2 separate regions of the Sus scrofa genome follow, and region 1 is linked to region 2. Evidence: chromatin contacts called from public promoter capture Hi-C data. All regions are on one chromosome and are shown on one strand. The core of a region is the stretch at or near the end of the contact, and the rest is flanking DNA. Distances in the headings are between cores, read along the strand shown. Region 1 holds the start of PTOV1 (prostate tumor-overexpressed gene 1 protein). Region 2 holds the start of AP2A1 (AP-2 complex subunit alpha-1).

What was found. Promoter capture Hi-C pulls out the DNA fragments that hold promoters and counts their contacts.
Region 1: a contact with region 2 is called in a promoter capture Hi-C map of fetal liver, with 2.5 times the contacts expected there. The contact joins the promoter of PTOV1 here to the promoter of AP2A1 in region 2. A contact is called at or near these places in 2 of 5 promoter capture datasets (fetal liver and liver), 5 of 47 Hi-C or Micro-C datasets (heart right ventricle, liver and skeletal muscle) and 1 of 2 datasets of contacts at active chromatin or transcription factors (alveolar macrophages).

What each region holds. Positions count from the first base shown.
Region 1 is chr6:54,864,114-54,866,993 of Sscrofa11.1, reverse strand. It overlaps PTOV1 (prostate tumor-overexpressed gene 1 protein), which reads right to left and starts at 1,402. Exons shown (of 12, transcript XM_003127351.5): 1 at 1,032-1,402. The coding sequence starts at 1,202.
Region 2 is chr6:54,785,086-54,788,068 of Sscrofa11.1, reverse strand. AP2A1 (AP-2 complex subunit alpha-1) reads right to left here and starts at 1,532. Exons shown (of 23, transcript XM_021094760.1): 1 at 1,304-1,532. The coding sequence starts at 1,370. TSKS (testis-specific serine kinase substrate) reads left to right here and starts at 2,858. Exons shown (of 11, transcript XM_021094752.1): 1 at 2,858-2,983.

The sequences.
Region 1 (2,880 bases), core at 153-2,652, 79 kb before region 2:
TTCTCCGACCTGGGATGTGTTGTTTACTGCACAGGAAGCCCATTTAGTACTTGGAGGGAGGATAGAAGCCTCAGGGTGCATGTTTAAGGACTCAGGAGGCGCTTCTGAACCAGTAGACACAAATGCTAAGAAAGGGGGAAGGCGGCGGAGGGAAGGATTACTTTTAAATTTAGACAGACGTTCAGAGTCCGGATGGCTACGTATAAAAGTCCATGACACATTTTTAAGGCTCATGCAGACCTGCCACAGCTCCCCGCCAAGCACAACGCCGGGGCAGAATGTTTTAAGACAGCTTGAGCGCCAGGATAGAACGCGCATCCCCGCGAGAGTGTCACGGTTCGGCAGTCCGTGAAGCATTGAGATGTGGCTTTACCGCTCCAGAAAACCTTATAGAGCTTTCTGAGAAGTGTATGCATGTTTCATGGCTGGCGAAGCATCTGTAACTTAGGGTACCTGCGAAGCTAGATGTCGAAGCCTGCAAAGCTAGACTTGCAGCGATCGGTAGGGGCATCCCACATCTGCGCGAGCGTGCAAATAAATCCTGGGCGCACACGCCACGGGCGCCGTGGAGGGGCGCGTGGGCCCGAGGAGAACGCCCCCGAGGGCAACACCTGGGCGCGCGCGAGTGCAAGACGCGAAGCCCCCACTCGCCGCCGTCCCCCAACCCCCTCCCCCATTTCCAGATTTCCTGCCGGGAGAGCGAACAACTTTCCCATTGGAAAAACAAGCGCGCACGCTGCCCGCCCCCCACCCCGCGTTTAAATCAGGCCGCGGAGTCAGCAGTAATCTGAGCGCTCCCCGCCCCCGTACCCCACCCCCGCCACCCCGGCCCGAAGGCGAAACAAAGGGGAGAGACCGGCGCGTACCACCTGAGGGGTTTCACGGGGGAAGCCGGCCCCAGGCGGGACCAGCCTTCGGGCCACCCGAAAGACCCCTAAGAGAAGTGGGTCGCGGACAAAGACGCCTGCCGGGGAGAGGGGCCTGCGGGGGCGGGGCCGTGGAAAGCTCTGGAAAAAGGGCGGGGGGCTCACCATGGGAGGGGCCGAGCGAGCCCGGATCCGCGGCGGCTGCGGACCCCGGGGACTGGCGGGCCAGGAGCGCGAGCGGGCGGCGCGCACCGTGAGGAGCGGCAGGGGTCGGCCGCGACCCCCGAGGGGGCCCCCAGCGCCGGAGCGGTGCGGGGCGCGGCGCGGACGGACCATGGCGGGCGTGGGCCGAGCGGGCTGGGGGCTGCCACGGGCCGCACGGGGGGCTGCGGGTTCCACCGACTGAGGGGCGAGGGCGCGCGGCTTCGGGGGAGACGGGCTGGGCTGTACCAAACGCGGAGGACGCGCCGCTGGAGAGGGGTTGCTGCGGCCAAACCACTGTGGTGAGCGGGGGAGCGCGGCGCCTACCAAGAGCGTCTGCGAGGGGGCGTGGCCGGCGTGTACCAAAATAGAGCTAGGGGAGCCCCGGGAAAAGGAGAGGGTGTGGGGGGCGGGGAATTCGACAATTGGAAGATACTATGGGCCGAAGGGGAGGGACCCAGAGGACGTGAAAGAAACAACTTCGGCGGGGGCGTGGCAGGAAAGACCATGCCGAAGCGTCACGGGGGGGGCGAGAGGAACGTAGAGGACGATACCAAGATCGGGATGGGGGGTGACATACCGGGAGACCGTACCCTGAGTCCCAGACCCTCGGAGCCGGGAGACTATATCAAGACACATCAGGAAAAGGGGGAGGAAGGAGTAACAGACCTGGGGGCAACGGAACCTACGTAGAAGTTTGGGGATACGGATCGTACCAGGCCTAAGGCGAGGACTTGAAGGCTGTGACGTGGCTAGGTGGGCCAGGGACCACAACTCCCAGCGATCCCCGCGCGGTATGGGCGGAGCCAGAGGTCCCTGGGAGACACTGCCAGTGATATCTGCGTGCCAACTGGCCCCCGCGCCTTAGGCTCCACACGCCTCCCTCCGCACCTCCTCCGGCTTCTTGCCACCCGCCTTTCAGGGCCATTCATTGATTCGCTCATTCACTCAAGAATTAAACGACTGTGTATTCACTTACTAGAAGTTGTGTAAGATTTCTTGTTTCAATTTCCCTGTTTCTTAAATGTGGGTAATAACTAACCATTCATTCATTGATTCTCTCATTCACTCAAGAATTTAACGACTGCGTATTCACTTACTAGAAGTTGTGTAAGATTTGTTTCAATTTCCCTGTTTCTTAAACGTGGGTAATAGTTAACCCCAAACGGTTATGAGGAACAAATGAATTAAGAAAATAGGGAGTTCCCGTCGTGGCGCAGTGGTTAACGAATCCGACTAGGAACCATGAGGTTGCGGGTTTGGTCCCTGCCCTTGCTCAGTGGGTTAAGAATCCGGCGTTGCCGTGAGCTGTGGTGTAGGTTGCAGACGCGGCTCGGATCCCGCGTTGCTGTGGCTCTGGCGTAGGCCGGTGGCTACAGCTCCAATTCAACCCCTAGCCTGGGAACCTCCATATGCCGCGGAAGCGGCCCAAGAAATAGCAACAACAACAACAAAAAAGACAAAAAGACAAAAAAAAAAAAAAAAAGAAAGAAAATATTAGGGGAGTTCCCCTTATGGCTCAGCGGTCAGCGAACCCGACTAGCATCCATGAGGAATGGGGGTTTGATCCCTGGCCTCGCTCGGGGGGTTAAGGATCCGGCGATGCCGTGAGCTGTGATCGCAGACGCGGCTCGGATCCTGAGTTGCTGTGGCTACAGCTTCGATGAGACCCCTAGCCTATAAACTTACATATTCCGCGGGTGCGGCCCTAAAAAGAGAGAAAAAAAAAAAAAAAAGACCAAAATAAAATAAAATATTAGGAAAGGTATTTGGTACAGTAATGACCTAAAATGGTAATTTTTCTTTTTCTCCT
Region 2 (2,983 bases), core at 283-2,782:
AAATAACCAGAAGAAAAGCCAAGATCTATCTAGAGCCTGGGATGTGTGAAAAGGCCTCACTCACATATGGCGTCACAACAGCCTCATCAGGAAGGTGCCATCAGCAGTCCCTCCTGACAGAGGAGGAAACAGAGTCCCTCAATTCAAGGTCACAGGGCTAGGAAGCGTCAGCGCTCCGACACCAACTCAAGCCTGGCTGACCCCAGAGCCCGTGCGGATACAGCCTCTGAAGCTCTTGGCAGCTCTAAACGCCAACACCCGCTCCCAGGAGCTGGGCGCTGACTTGGCACCAGGCCTCCCATAGTCACGACCATCCTTCCTGCTGGTGATCACTGTCCCCGTATTGATGTGGTCAGATGGGAGAGGGCTCCAGATTCAGGCCTGTCCTGCTCCCTGACCCATGACCCTGCTCTGGGACCAGGCTTCCTCCATCCCCCACTTCCCAGATCTCTTCCTCACAAATTCCTAAGGCCCCTAACCCCTTCTTTGAAATAGGGGTTCTCCTGCTTCTGGCACATCCTCTAAGCCCCCACATTGTAATATCCTCTCCTTTCCAAGCCCCCCAGGCCCCTGTCTCAGGCTCTCCAAAGACTCCACCTGCAGGAAGCGCCTCGAAGTAACCCCTCTTGTTCCTTCTCCATTGACCTCCGTGTTTCCTAAGAAATCTTCCATCCTGGAGCCCCTCTATCCCTCACCAGGGTCCCGCTATAGTCCCCCACCTTCCCATCCCTCCTCCCCAAACCCCTGGGACTTTCTATCACTCTAAAGTCCTCTCTATAAACTATAAACGAGCTGGGCACCTCGGTGACCTATCTAGCCCCTTCCCCTCTATGACACCCCCTCACCCAAGCTCTCAAGCCTGGCTTCCTGTGTTTCAGGTCTCCCCGTTCCCACTGGCCCCCTCCCACTCTATCGCTCCACAGGGTACCCCCAACCACCCAGCCATGCACCTCCTTTCTTTTCTGTCTACATCAGGGATTTCTCTGACCCCATGGCTAATGCGATCTCCTAGCTTTCTTTCATCCCCAGGGGACGCCTCTACGCCCCATCTCCGGGACTTTACTAGCGTCCTTTTCATTAAGACCCTCCCGGACGCCTCTAGCCACTCCGTGTCGTCACCTGAAGAGGCACAGTAAGACACTCTAAGACCCTCCATTACCCCCACCCTAAAGTTCCCCCCGCGGCCTCTCTATCCTCTCACTCTACGACCCCAATGGACTTCTATCCCCTAGGCCCTTCTGTAACCCCCGAGCCCCTCAATTCCACGCTTCCCCCGCCCAGGGTCCCCCGGCCGCGCTCTCACAGTTCCGGATGTCGGAGATGAACACCGCGAGCCCCCGCATCCCATCGCCCTTGGACACGGCCGGCATGATGGCGGTGGTGTCGGCTCCAGGCCTGGCCGGGCAGGGCACAGCGCAGCGGGGGCTGGCAGGCGGGGACCTGAAGGAAAGGACCCCAAGCAGCGCCGAGGAGCCTAGCCGGCCAAGGGGGAGGGCGGGCTGGCGGGCGGGCGGGCGGGCAGGCAGGCCGCGTCTCCGCCCCCGGTCCCTCCCCTCCCAGCCGCCATCCTGAGCTCTCAGCTGCCCATTGGCTCGAATTACTGCCGTTCAGGCGCGGGTTCATCCCCACTCCCTCTCTCATTGGTGGCAGGACAAAGGTACGCCGTTACGATTGGTCCAGCACCCCCGTATTTCCGTTCGGGAGAGCGGGGTCGGGGCGTTGCTCGAGAGACGGGCGGAGTTAGGTTACGTACAGTTGGACCGCCCCCTCCGCGCGGCCGGGGCCAATACTGATTGGATCCGGTCGCTCTCCTAGAAGGGAGGGATTGACGTGAGGGAGGGCGGGGGGAGCGGGCTTGAGGAGGCGGGACTTGTGGTGACTGAGGCCAATAGATGGGCAGATCGCCCCCGCAGGCGTTGGGGATTTGCCCGACCTGTCCTACTCCCCCCCCGATTGGGCTGTTATGGGGGCGGGAGGAGAGCCACGATCCGTAGAGAACGAAGGAGAACGGGGGTTGTCGCTCAGCTGGGCTGGGATAGGTGGAGCAGCGCCTGCAATTCCCTGCTGCAGAGAAGGGGTTGGGAGGGGCAGGAGAGCGTGAGGTGTTTACTGCGCAAGCGTCGTTCTGATCCTCTTTCTCCCTACTCTTCACCACGCATTACTCCTTAAATCTTCCCGGAAGACGTTCCTTACCCCTTGTCTAGCGGCCAAGATGTTGGGACCTAATTTGTCCGGAGACCGAGTGTCTCAGAGCGGAGGAAACACTAATTCAAGTCTAGTCGCATTAAGCAGAGGTTAAAACTGAGGTCCAGAGAGGTTGAATGACTTGCCCAAGGTCACACAGCTCAGAAACGGCAGAGCCTGGGTTTAAAGTATATTTTGGCATTTAACCACTTGTTTTGCTTTTTAGGGCCGCACTTGTGGCATAGGGAAGTTCCTAGGCTAGGGGTGGATTCAGAGCTGGAGCTGCCAGCCTACACCACAGTGATGGAGGATCCAGGGGCCCTCTGTGACCTACACCACAGTTCCCAGCAATGCCAGATCCTTAACCCACTGAGCGAGGCCAGGGATGGAACCTGCATCCTCACGGATACTAGTTGTGTTGTGTGTGTGTGTGTGTGTGTGTGTGTTTAGAGCCGCACTGGCAGCATATGGAGGTTCCCAGGCTAGGGGTCGAATCAGAGCTACAGCTGCCAGCCTACACCACAGCCGCAGCAATGTCAGAGCTGAACGCATCTGCAGCCTACACCACAGCTCACGGCAACACCGGATCCTTAACCCCCTGAGCAAAGCCAGGAATCGAACCTGCAACCTTATGGTTCCTAATCGGATTCGTTTCCGCTGCGCCACGATGGGAACTCCAATAGTTGTGTTCGTAACCTGCTGAGCCACAGTGGGAACTCTGACATTTAACTGTTTTCCAATTATGCAATGCCTTTTTTCTTTTCTTTGCAACCACACCACCAGTAAACACACCAAATCA